Linked DNA regions of Danio rerio: region 1 is linked to region 2. Evidence: chromatin contacts called from public Hi-C data. All regions are on one chromosome and are shown on one strand. The core of a region is the stretch at or near the end of the contact, and the rest is flanking DNA. Distances in the headings are between cores, read along the strand shown. Region 1 has its middle 54 kb from the start of kif23. Region 2 has its middle 48 kb from the start of tle3a.

Region 1 (6,246 bases), core at 578-3,077, 130 kb after region 2:
TCACAGATATATAATATGTCATATTTGCAAGATCTGTTTTGAAATATTGCAAAAATGATCAATTAAATTCTAAATACGTTGATATATGTTATTAGCGCACACTTTGTTAGGTCCAACTGCTCATTAACGCAAATTTCTTATCACATGGCAGCAACTCAACGCATTTAGGCATGTAGACATAGTCAAGACAATCTGCTGCAGGTCAAACCGAGCATCAGAATGGAAAAGAAAGGTGATTTAAGTGATTTTGAACGTGGCATGGTTGTTGGTGCCAGACAGGCTGGTCTGAGTATTTCAGAAACTGCTGATTTACTGAGATTTTCACTCACAACCATCTCTAGGGTTTATAGAGAAAGGTCTGAGTAAGAGAATATCTAGTGAGCGGTGGTTCTGTTGGCGCAAATGCCTTGTTGATGTCAGAGGTCAGAGGTCAGAGGAGAAAGGCCAGACTGGTTTGAGCTGATAGAAAGGCAATAGTCACTTAAATAACTGTTCGTTACAGCTGAGGTATGCAGCAGACCATCTCTGAATGCACAACATGTCTAACCTTGAGACGGATGGGCTACAACAGTAGAAGACCACACCAGGTGCCATTCCTGTCAGCTAAGAACAGGAAACTGAGGCTACAATTCACACAGGCTAACCAAAATTGGACAATAGATGATTGGAAAAAGGTTGCCTGGTCTGATGAGTCTTGATTTCTGCTGCGACATTCGGATGGTAGGGTCAGAATTTGGCATCAACAACATGAAAGCTTCGATCCATCCTGCCTTGTATTAACAATCCAACCTGGCTCTAGTAAGGTGTACCTAATAAAGTGGCCAGTGAGTATATATATATACTATATATATATATGTATATTTATATACTATATATATGTGCGTGTGTGTGTGTGTGTGTGTGTGTGTGTGTGTGTGTGTGTGTGTGTGTGTGTGTGTGTGTGTGTGTGTGTGAACATATATGTAATCCCAATGATAAAAAAATATGCATGTGGCCTTTTTTCAGTAATTCAAACTATATGTTGCATATATGACATCATTTATGTATGTAAAATTCAAATATGAACCTGTATATCAAATATTAGTGACACTTTACAATAAGGTTTTAGGTTAATTTTAGTTCATATATTTACTAACATGAACAAACAATGAACAATACATTCGTTAAAGTCAAGTGTGTATTCGTCTTTGTCAGCGTTAGTTTATGATAATAAAGTCGTTCATTGTTAGTTCATGTTAACTCACAGTGCGTTAGCTATTGTAAACAAGCATGAGTTTGGATTTGAATAACGCATTAGTAAATATTAAACTATGATTCATAAATGCTGTGCAAGTATATTGTTCATAATTAGTTCATGTTAGTAAAAATACACTAACATTTATAAAACCTTATAGTAAAGTGTGATTTAATTTGCATATATTTCCTTGTATCAGACTTCTACATGAGTTGTTTTGAATGTTTGTGGTTATTCATGGTCTGCTGAAAGTAATTTATTAATTGTAATATTCATGAAAGGGGATGATACTTCACTGAACCCAGTTTTTAAAACTCTGATTGTTTACAGTTTAATGCACATTACTCAAATGGTTCAAGCAAAGCATCACAGGGCATTGGAAAAAGGTGAATTTACTGTAAATATGTGTGATGTAGATGGAACATCTTTGACCCATCAGCAGTTTCTTCAGCAATAGCCAGGGGCAAAAGAATGCTGTACCAAAATCCTGTCATCTCTTTATCCCATGCTTTGTTGGCTCTGTTGTGAATGGTCAAGGTTCAGCAGGAGCGCAGAATCGCGCCCCTCACCCACAGTCAGTCAGTCAGAGGCGGTGCTTTCCCTTCCCCCACCTTCCTCCCGCCTGTGTGCTCAGCTAATATTGACTCTCCTGGCTAACACTGCCTCTATTGAGCTCAGCCATTCACAATAATGTTTGACCAGCATTAGAACATCATTGAGATAACAGGGCAGGCGAGGATCGGGCCTCGCTGAGGTTACACGGCTAATGAAAGCCAGGAGGGGAGTAAATGACAGGGGAACAGGGGGAAAAACACCTAAACATGAATGTGACTTTCAAAGCGTGCTAAAGTTTGTGGTGTTGTGGACTGTGGCATTTTATTGAACAATGATGAAGAAGAGCAAACAGATTTACAGCAAATATCAGACAAAGTACTTTGTAGTACTACTTTGTGTGCATTTTCTGTCTCAGTAAGCTGTTGCTCTCCTGGATGTATCTATAATTTTACAATATCATGCTGTATTTTAGCTGGGAATTTAGCTAAACAGAGTGCTTTGTTTGCACAATTAAAAGTACCAATTGGCTATTTTTTTTTCATTTTACCAATAGTCTTAGTGATCTAATAATAAGTTTCACTATTTTGTCTCATAACACATAATTCCCATTTTAACAGTTGAGCTAGTTGCCAACATCATCCCTACACTCTCAGAAATAAAGGTATGTGGGCTGTCACTGGGGTGGTACCTTTTCAAAAGCTACACATTTGTACCTAAAAGTTCAAATTTAATACCTCAAGTGTACATATTAGTACCTAAAAGTACAAAAGTGTTCTTCTTAAATTTTTTAGGTACTAACATATACTTTTGAGGTACCAATTTAGAGCCTTTAAGTACAAATGTGTAGCTTTTGAAAATGTACCACTCCAGTGGCAGCTCACATACCTTTATTTCTGAGAGTGTAATTAATGGGGGGCAAATTCAGTTAGTAACAAATAATACATATTTGGGTGTGATGTTGGACAATGCACTTAATGTATGGACTGGCTGTATAAGGAAAAAGCTTCAACAGAAAATGTGCTCCTTAAAGAAACTATTGTCTTTTAATGTTGACAACACATCGCTGATTATGTTTTATAGTGCTTTTATCGAAAGTATTGCAACATTTTGTGTGATCTTTTAGTATAGAAATGCGTCTGAGGACCAGAAGAGGTCATAGGGGAGGGTGGTAACAACAGCCAGTAAGTTGTTGGGAATAAAACTAAAGAGTATTGATATATACACAGAAAGAGTATTAAATAAGGCTACCATGATTGTCAATGATGAGAGGCATCCTTTATCAAAATTTGGCCAGAGGAGAAATGGTCATGACCAACAGAGCCTGGTTTCTCTCAAGGTTTTTTTTTCTTCACTTTCGTCAATTGGTGAAGTTTGTTCCTCGCCACTGTCACCCCTTGCTCGCTTGGTTTGGGTCTTGTGGAGCTGCGCATTGGTGGATTTGTTCTTCAGTGTTTGGACTTTCAGTAGTGAAATTTAAACCATACTGAACTGATGTTCAACTCTGAAATCTGGACTGGCACAGTTACAATTGACTAAAACTTCTATGTTAAGCTGCTTTATCACAATCTACATAGTAAAAGTGCTATAGACATAAAGATGAATTGAATTGAATTATACACCTTTAACCTGTTACCATCAGGTTGTCGAAATTGGGTTCCCACATGTGTAGGAAAAAGAAATAGGGCAAAAGTATCGTTTATACCTCAAGCAATTATGTTTTTTTTTTATTATTATTTCTCCTCTCTTCGTAGTAGTTGATGGCCAGTATACTGGATATTTATTTAGATTAGTGGTTCCATAGTATATTAGGTTTTTATTTTGCTATTTATTTAGGTATTTATTTTTTTATATTTATTTTGATTTATTTTTATAAATGCTAAATGTGAATTGTCAGATGTCTCTGTGAGTGTATGCTGCAAATGACATTTTTCTACAAGACAATTAAATTTAAATAACTAGCTAACTAACTAACTAACTAACTAACTAACTAACTAACTAACTAACATAGTTAAATTAAATTATACGTTATTTTAAGTTTATGTTTTTTATATAAAAATTTATATTTTATATAACCTCTTGGCAAATAATTAATAATACAAACTTGGCTTGTATTTGTTTTACATTTTTAGTTTAACATTTCAGTATACATTTTAGAATTCTATGTGCTCTCTGTCTGTTTACATGTTGTTTATTTCAGTTTTTAGCCATTTTTTTCTGATTTATTTCAATGTGCTCTCTCTCTCCCTCTGTAAACGGAAAAAAAGTTGTATGAATTATGTGTCAAAGTGCTAAATATAAAAAAAAGAGGTATTTTTTCATTGTTTTTTACATTGTGAAAGGCTTAAAGATTTATTTCTGATGTTTAGTTTTGTTTGCGGATATTAAGTTTATTTCATTTTTAATTTCAAATTTGCAAAAAAAAAGAGAGAAAAAAAAAGTTAATTATTAATTTTGTTGTTGGAAAAGCCAAACATACATAACATTAAAAGAAATAATAGAGGAAGAATTTTGTTGAGATGTGGAGCAAATTTTTAAGAGTTAAATCAAAGTGAGAATCAAAAAATAAAAATTATAAGAATGTCAAGAATATTGAAGAGTTTGAAAATATGTGGATTTATAAAGATAGGTTGTGCTCTGTTAAAGATGGAGGACTAATATTTACAAAGTGGCTTGAGTAAAATGAACCTTTGTAATATTGATATTTTGGTATGAAATAATTTTTAAAAATCAAACAAAAAGAGAGAGAGAAATTAAATTGAAGTTTAATACACCTTTATTTAATACAAAATGTTAAACTGTTTTTTGTTGATTTAAACTAAAACAATTTTCCAAATCACACAATGTTTTCATCAAAAAACATGACGTTATTTTCAACCCAAGACAACATTTTTTTACACTCCACATGCCTTCAAAATCTTTCATTGACAAATAAAAATTTTATCCACGCCTTATTATTGCTTTTATAAGCCCTTTAAAAATCAGTTCAACTTTATAACTAGTCCCACAAAATCTTGTACCTCCTAATGTATAGCACAATTTCTGCTTGTCCTAATATAAAATTTAACAGCTCTTTTCCTTTTTCTTTTTTTTCCATCTTCAAGACCAAATACAAACGAAAAGAGAGAGAGAAATCCCCCAATATCATATTTTAAGTCATATTTTTCTATCAGTATTCTCTTTTTCTTATTCGTTTTGTTTTGTAACCCCTAAGCATGCTAACTACAATAATTTCAGGTTGTAATGCTAAAATAAAGTCTATCACTTCTGTTGCCACATCTAGCATTATAATTTTCCCTGCTGAATTCAGCATAGCTCTCATACTAGCTCTCTAATAGCATACTACACTTACTATTTCTGCCATATGGTAATATGCTGTTCTGAATTCAGCCTCCCATTCATTCTTACACAAGTGGTCCATCTCCTCCCCCTGAAAGTGCTGAAATGAGCTGCAGGAGACGCGGTGCTGCCATCTCATGGACAAACACTGCTCCGGTCCACTTCATGCCTTGTTTGAATGGCTTCAGGTTATATTTCCACTCAGCCATGTACGCTAAATGAAGCATATATAATGCAAATGAGAGCCCAAGCGAGAGCAGAGCAGCCGTCTGTAGTGTTGCTGGATCAGGCAACAGAAGAAGACCTCAGCGTCTTTTGGTGGGAGAAATCTGACAATCAGGAAATAAAACATTCATTCATTCATTCATTTTCTTTTCAGCTTAGTCCCTTTATTAATCAGGGGTCGCCACAGCGGAATTAACCGCCAACTTATCCAGCTTGTTTTTGCAGCGGATGCAATTTCAGCTGCAACCCATCTCAGGGAGACACCAGCTCATTCACACAAATACACTACTGAAAATTTAGCCTACCCAATTCACCTGTGCTGCATGTCTTTTGACTTTTGGGGAAAACCGGAGCACCCTAGGGAAACCCACACCAACACGGGGAGAACATGCAAACTCCACACAGAAATGTCAACTTATCCAGCACCGAGGCTCGAGCCAGTGACCTTCTTGCTGTGAGAGCTGCCCACTGAGCCACCACATTGCCTAACTAAAATATGTTTTACTTATTATATTTAAAAATGATTTTTAATATACAAAAATAATGTGTTTATATATTGTATTTAGGATGTTGTTTAATAGTTTTAGGACAACTTTTATAAAACGTTTCGATCCATAGGTTCCGATATATTAAAAGTCTTTTTTGGATATCTAATGTCATTCATTCATTTTCCTTAGCCTTTGTCCCTTATTTATCAGGGGTTGCCACAGCGGAAGGAACCGCCAACTATTCCAGCATATGGTTTACGCAGCAAATGCCCTTCCTGCTGTGACCCAGTACTGGGAAACACCCACACACGCACTCACAGGCCAATTTATTTTATTCAATTCACTTAAAGCCCATGTCTTTGGACTGTGGGGGAAACCATAGCACCCAGAGGAAACCCACTCTAACAC
Region 2 (6,380 bases), core at 391-2,890:
TATTGAGATGAAATCCAGCGGAAGATCCTTGATGAACTGTCCACCTGCGCTGCCCTTACCTGGGGAGGTGTGTTCAAAGCACCCGTGTACTACCTGAAGCTCAGACGTGCGCAAATGCTGGAGCACATGCCAGAGTCTGTGTGGTGTCACATGATGTGCATTTTCAGTGGTGTAGTGTGGATGGAGATTTTTTCAGTAACGCTAGGTAAAACGCCAGTGTGGACGTGGATTGTTTACATTCTAAAACATCGCTTTAAAACTAAAACATATTAGTGTTAACGGGGCCTTAGTGCTGTGGATGTCCCTTTCCTTATGCATTTTCGGGTCGCTTTAACTGACCTCAGCAGGACTGCAGTTCACGCTGAGTGGAAAACGCATATACAGCTGCGGTGATGTATTTGTGGCTGTGGTAAAACCTCTCCAGGTGCCCTGTTTGATTCATTGGCGCATCTGTCATCCCCTGCCTCTCCTGCTGAACCAGACAAAAGCAGAGCCACGCTAGATTGAAAAGGCAGAGGAGCAATCTTTTAAATGGATCTCTTTTCGAAAATATATTATGACATAATCATGTTTTCTTCTCAAAGCCCAAGGGAAGGCTGCCTGTCAGACTCTGGCCTTCTCTTCACTCGCCTTCCCCTGAACAAAAAGCAGCTAAAAAAAGAGAGAGAAAGCGAGAGGGAGGGGGAAAAGAAACGTGGTTGTGTGCTAATAGAACCCAGAGGCACTCTGAAACCTTAGACATTCTGCTTTTCTGCTCTCAGTCGGGAGATTAAAGCTGGGGAAACGTTACAGGAGGCTGGATAATTGCCCCTGTGTCTCCAGCAGACAAAAGCCAACGCTTCGACAATTCCCCGCGGTAAGTCGTCAAGAGAGGCTCAAGGATCCTTCAAGGCTGCAGCAAATTGTATAGTCCTGTCTAACAAACTACCAATCTCTGGATATTATGAGGCACCCATACAATCCCGGGCGTAATGACAGCTTGCACTGCCATAATGGAGTGGAGGCACAAAATGTTTTTTTCTTTTTCCTTTTTTCGTGAGCACACTTCAGATGGGGGAAAAAAGCTATACCAGCTACTATTTTTTTTCCTCTTTCTGAATTCCCATTTGTGTTTTGATCTCTTTTTTGTTTTTCTTTTAAATATTCATTATCGCTGTAGCTGATGCCACCAACAGGTGATTGCAACCTTTTCCCCAAAGGACCACTTGATCTGTTGCCTGAGAAAAATCTGCAAGCGGCTAATGAGTTGCCTAGCATTGGGGTGGCTATAAATTAACAAGGGTTTTTTTTTTTGTGTGTGTTGGTGTTGTTCCTCGCCCCCCCTCTCCCCTCCTGCTCTCACGTTTTTCGATTTGCTCCCTCTCTCTACCTGCTTCACGCCTCATTGCCGCCAGCAGCAGCGGCGGTGATGTCTGGCTCCGGCAGTCCTTTTTTTGTCGGTTCGGTTCATGTTTAGAATTAGCCATTTGACAAGAACAAAAGAAATTAATTGGTGGTTTAAGCCCTAATGAGACGGCTTTGAAATTAACAGGGCTCATCAATGGAAACAAACAAAATCCTTCAGGGCCGTTGTTGAGGGAGCATTACTCTGACAGGGCTTTTGACACAATGATGAATAGCAGGTCAGGAGAGACCATCTGTGCTTATTTAAACCCCTGCAGGAGAGGGGAGGGTTGTGGCCTGGCTGGAAGAGATGGCGATAAAAAGAGAAAGGGGGCGAAAATAAGCCGAGAAAAGCCTCAAATTCACCAGCTTTATTCATCGCCCTTCAGCATGACACCACTGCCCAACTAGGGCTACAAAGGAAATAAAAAGCACTCACATTTGCATGTGAAAGGTTCAGGGACTCTGACTATGCATCCAGAAAGCCAAAGAGCTCTGATTTCAAGGGATATTTAACCTCCATTCAGGCTGCAACAAAGGCTTGGCTGTCGGGCTGAGAGCCCCGGCTCGGGCTGATTGGGGAAGGGGGAGGGGGTTTGGGATCAGAGACCTCATTTGTTCTCCCTCTTTACTCGGCTCTGTCTCTGTATCTGCCGAAGAGCTCTAACCTCTCCCTCCCTCCTGCTCGACTCCACAGGCGCAAGGCCCTCTGTGTTTTGTAAAGCCACCATTTTGCCACTTTAATGTATAATTAACACATTAATAATCCATTGGCACATGGGCTTGTTTTCAAGCTTGTTTTAGGGATTGGCTGAGGAAACTGTTCAGTTACAGTCAAACCAAAATTTCTTTTTCTTTTCCTAGTGGGTGCAGGACCCTATTTATGCAAGCAGGGATAATAAAATCCTTATCAACTGTGACATATTAGAAGCATTCTTCATGCAGTGCTTTTCATGGAGCTGGTTGACAGCAAGGAGAGTACAGGGTCTCATTAAGGCTAAAGCTACATTCACATGACCTCAATGTAGCCAAAAACATTGGCTAAAAAGCTAAACAAAAAACATCCGTGAAAGAACCAAAGCACTGTATTATATCTTCCAGGTCACTGTATGGTGCTGTCACTTGTTAGTAAACAGTACCTGTAAGTAAGTGGCGATGTGTCATCGGTGACTGTGCTTGTGTGTATGCAGAATTTGTAGTGCGTGTATAAAGCGTCTATGCTGTTGGTTGTAATGTTAAGAATCAACACTACCACATACTCTGCCATTGTTGTGTTTGTTTGCTCTTGCTTTTAGTCTACACCTCTCTAAATACATACCATGCACCCGCATGACATCGTTTTCAAAGACTTGTTTTTGTGTGTTTACATGGACATGACAATGGCGGCGTTTTCAAAATTGTCAGTCCTTTTTCAGATTTATTGCCATTGTCATGTAAACAAACAACGCATATGGCGTTTACAGTTTTTGGCTAAAAATGTCATATAAACAGCCTCTTAACAGTAACCAACAACAGTTGTCTGAATTGTTTTGGTTTGATTATAGCCTATTACATACTTTACCTTTTTTTTTTTTTTTTAAAGATTTATTTTTGGCCTTTATTAGATGGAACAGTATTTAGACAGGAAGTGAAGTTGGAGAGAGTAGGGTAGGGAAATGTCCTTGAGCCAGGATTCAACCACAGGACGCCCTGACGTGCTACTACACCATATGTTGACGTGCTAGCCACTTGGCTATTGCTCCGACAACATTCTCTACATTTCTACCAAAGTTATCTGACATTTTATAGATAAATTTGTTGACACAACAGATAACCAAGTTCTCGCTGTATTTTATTATCATTTTCTAAACTTAGTGTGAGAATTGCAACACGATTTTATGGCAACTTGTAACGTTTTGATTTAGTGGCTAATTCATATGAATTAATTTAATCTCATACATACAATTTTGTGTGATTTGCTAATGACTGTTGGGTTTAGGGGAGGGGTTGGGTGCTGCCATGCCTCTTTTTTTAAATTGTACATTTTCGTACGATGGAACTTGTACAAACTCATGTGAAAAAAGGCTGGTTTATACTTCTGTGTCAATGGATTGCTGTGACCCACCGCGCCCCTGCCTTGCGCATTGCCATGCATTTATACTTCTGCGTGCTGTTTGTGTTGCTCTACAATAACACTTTTGAAACACTAGCTGGCAGTGAGGTTTTCATGTTCCTTTGTGTTGAATTTTTTTTTCACAGGTATTTTGTTTTTTTTGAACGTTACCTTAATGTAAAAGTAGCTAAAACTCGCTCATTCTGAGGCGGGAACTGGCGGACGTGCAGCAACTTTAATCATAGGTAAACACTTGGGCTGTGTGATTAATCAAAATCGAATCGCAATTTGAAATGTCGTAATTAGTTAATCGCAAGAGGCTGCATTATAAAATATATATGTATATTAATAAAACAAAAACAACGAATAGTAGCTGCTTCAGAAAATTAAACATTCTAGACTTTCTGCGATGGTGACATGAGGCACCGCAGACATGGTATCGGTTGTCATGAACTATGCCACATTACACAAGATGAAATGATTGATCCGGTGTCACGATGCCCATTTGTCGCTTGCAACTCCCCACGACACCCTATCTCAAGGACATTTTTAAGAGCCGTCACAGAATTGTTCCATGGCTTACGGATTATTGAGCTGAAACTTGAATTAAATTAAAATCAGCTTAAAGCTTGAATTAAATCGTAAATCAAATCGCAGTATCTGTCGAAAAAAATCGCAGTTAGATATATACCCCAAATCGCACAGTCCTAAACATCTGAGCTCCTTCACGGGACTCCACACTTGTAAACACTCGCTCTAACGGGTTCCCACGGCTCTCACCCCCGCCCACACTCGCCATCGCTACTAAGCCAACCAATCACAGAGCTTGCGCTTATTGCAAAATGTAGTTGCATTTTTTGAGAGGTGTGCATCAGCGTCAGCCACAGCAAGGAGTATGCAACAGCCTCAGTGTAAATCAGCCTTTTGCCACTGAACTGACAAAATGTAAAATAGTTATGTTTCCTCGTGAGATCAGACTGGAGAATTGTTGAAGGTGTCTGAATAATGTCTGGTTTGTCTGTGCACCACAGCTCAGATTCAATGTCCTAGTCCCTGATCCCTGATTCTGTCCTCCCAGCATGCCTCAGCTCTCCCCTGCCAGCTTGTTTGTGGATCACAGGGGACTGGTGATAAATAAACAGCCCGTGCGGAGGGGAGGAGGAGTGCTGGATGTCTGGGCGATGTTTAGCTCTTCCTCGGTTAGATAAGGAAATGTTTGATGAAGTAAGGAGGAACGAGAACGATTTAGGTCATCTAATCTGATTCTCAGAGAATTGGTTGAGCCTCAGTGGGGAGCAGTAATTACATAGTAGGATTAGCGGGACTGTCTCTCCCCCCCTCCTTCCAAAAAGCGCTCATGCCCTGTAGGGTCGGCCTTTGACGGGATGAGGGGGGTTGGGGGGAGGATGAGACTCAAGGGGAAGTACAGCGCGTTAGTCAGGGTGCACTCTGGGTAAAGCTGGCGAATGGACATCTAATAATATAAATAGGTAAATCCTTTGCTTGCTAAGGCAGGGATTGCACCGTAGCCTAACAAGGATTAGCCCAAAATATAACATCTGATGCTTTTTTTGGGGTTGGTCAAGTAGTGGGTATTAATCAAGTGCAAACTGATAGCTGCTTAGTCGCTGATTTATCTAATTAGGAAGAATTAACTAATTAGGAGACAGAGTACAGTCTGATTTAGTTACTTGGATTGTACAACCAGAGTTCTAATTGTATTCGTCTGTTTTTGTCTGTCTGGTTTACCACTGTTTGCTGTGTTTTAAATTAGCTGCTTCATAAAAATAACTGTGGAAGCCTGTTGCTGCTTTACAGTAAAACAATAAAACAAGTAGTGGGAAGCCAATTTTAATAATCGGAAATGGAAATAGTTGCGCGGTGTCCTATAAAGTGAAATTTATTAGAAAGTAAATAGTATTTCAAACAAAAAGAAACAGCTCATAGGTTATGCAATGTCAGTTATTATTACTGAATGGTTAAGGTTTACAAGGTTCTGTGTGTATATTAGTTTCTGCAGTGGTTAACAAGACATATTAACTTCACAGCATGTCAGGTTGTGCATTACACATTTCAGGTTGTATAAATTAATGATGAACAATAATTTATTTATTAGGGATGGGGGAATATGTTGGCCTTACTGTTATCGGCCGATATTAGAACTTGCCATAAGCTAACATTAATGTTGGTTATTTTCACTGGTTATCAGCTTTAAAAGGTTTGTAGGTAATAATGTACATGCTTTAATCACGTTTTCATTGCCAGTGTGTAACCAGCTCGGAATAATACATACACTAACTGACAAAAGTCTTGTTGTCAATCCTAATTGTAAGAGCAACAAATATTAACTTGACTTCTAGTTGATCATTTGGAAAAGAGGAAGAAGGTAGATTTTTGTGATAAATCATCTGTTAAACTGCATCCCATTGATCACAAATACTGCAGAGGACCTATTGGAACCCGCATGGACCCAAGATTCTCACGGAAATCAGTCAAGTTTGGTAGATAGCGCTCCTTCTCATACTTCAGCCTCCACATCAAAGTTCCCTAAAAGCAAAGAAGGTCAAAGTGCTCCAGGATTGGCCAGCCCAATCACCTTACATGAACATTATATAGCATGTCTTGGGTAAGACGGAGGAGGCACTGAAGATAAATCCAAAAAATCTTGATTAACTCTGTGAGTCCTGCAAGTATGCTTTCTTTGCCATTCCAGTAGACTTTATTAATAAGTTATCTGAGTCATTGCAGAGATGTATGGATGCAGTGCTCCAGGCTCATGGGAGTAATTTTTCCACTGCATCATGACTTTATATTCTATACTGTACATTATTTCTGTTAAGTGTCAAGACTTTTGTCTAAGCAAAGTCAGACCTTACAGTCCTAATTAAATAATTAAAAATCAAGG

What was found. Hi-C and Micro-C count contacts between places; a contact is called where the count stands out from the background.
Region 1: a contact with region 2 is called in a Hi-C map of embryo, with 2.6 times the contacts expected there. The contact joins two enhancer-like sites. A contact is called at or near these places in 1 of 18 Hi-C or Micro-C datasets (embryo) and 1 of 4 datasets of contacts at active chromatin or transcription factors (caudal fin).

The regions. Positions count from the first base shown.
Region 1 is chr18:21,789,949-21,796,194 of GRCz12tu, forward strand. No RefSeq gene overlaps it. Among named protein-coding and RNA genes, the nearest start is that of kif23, 54 kb to the right of the region's middle. Within about 2 kb of position 1,828, at least 46 of the 62 cell types and tissues checked have an H3K27ac peak or open chromatin away from gene starts, as enhancers often do.
Region 2 is chr18:21,659,886-21,666,265 of GRCz12tu, forward strand. No RefSeq gene overlaps it. Among named protein-coding and RNA genes, the nearest start is that of tle3a, 48 kb to the left of the region's middle. Within about 2 kb of position 1,641, at least 33 of the 62 cell types and tissues checked have an H3K27ac peak or open chromatin away from gene starts, as enhancers often do.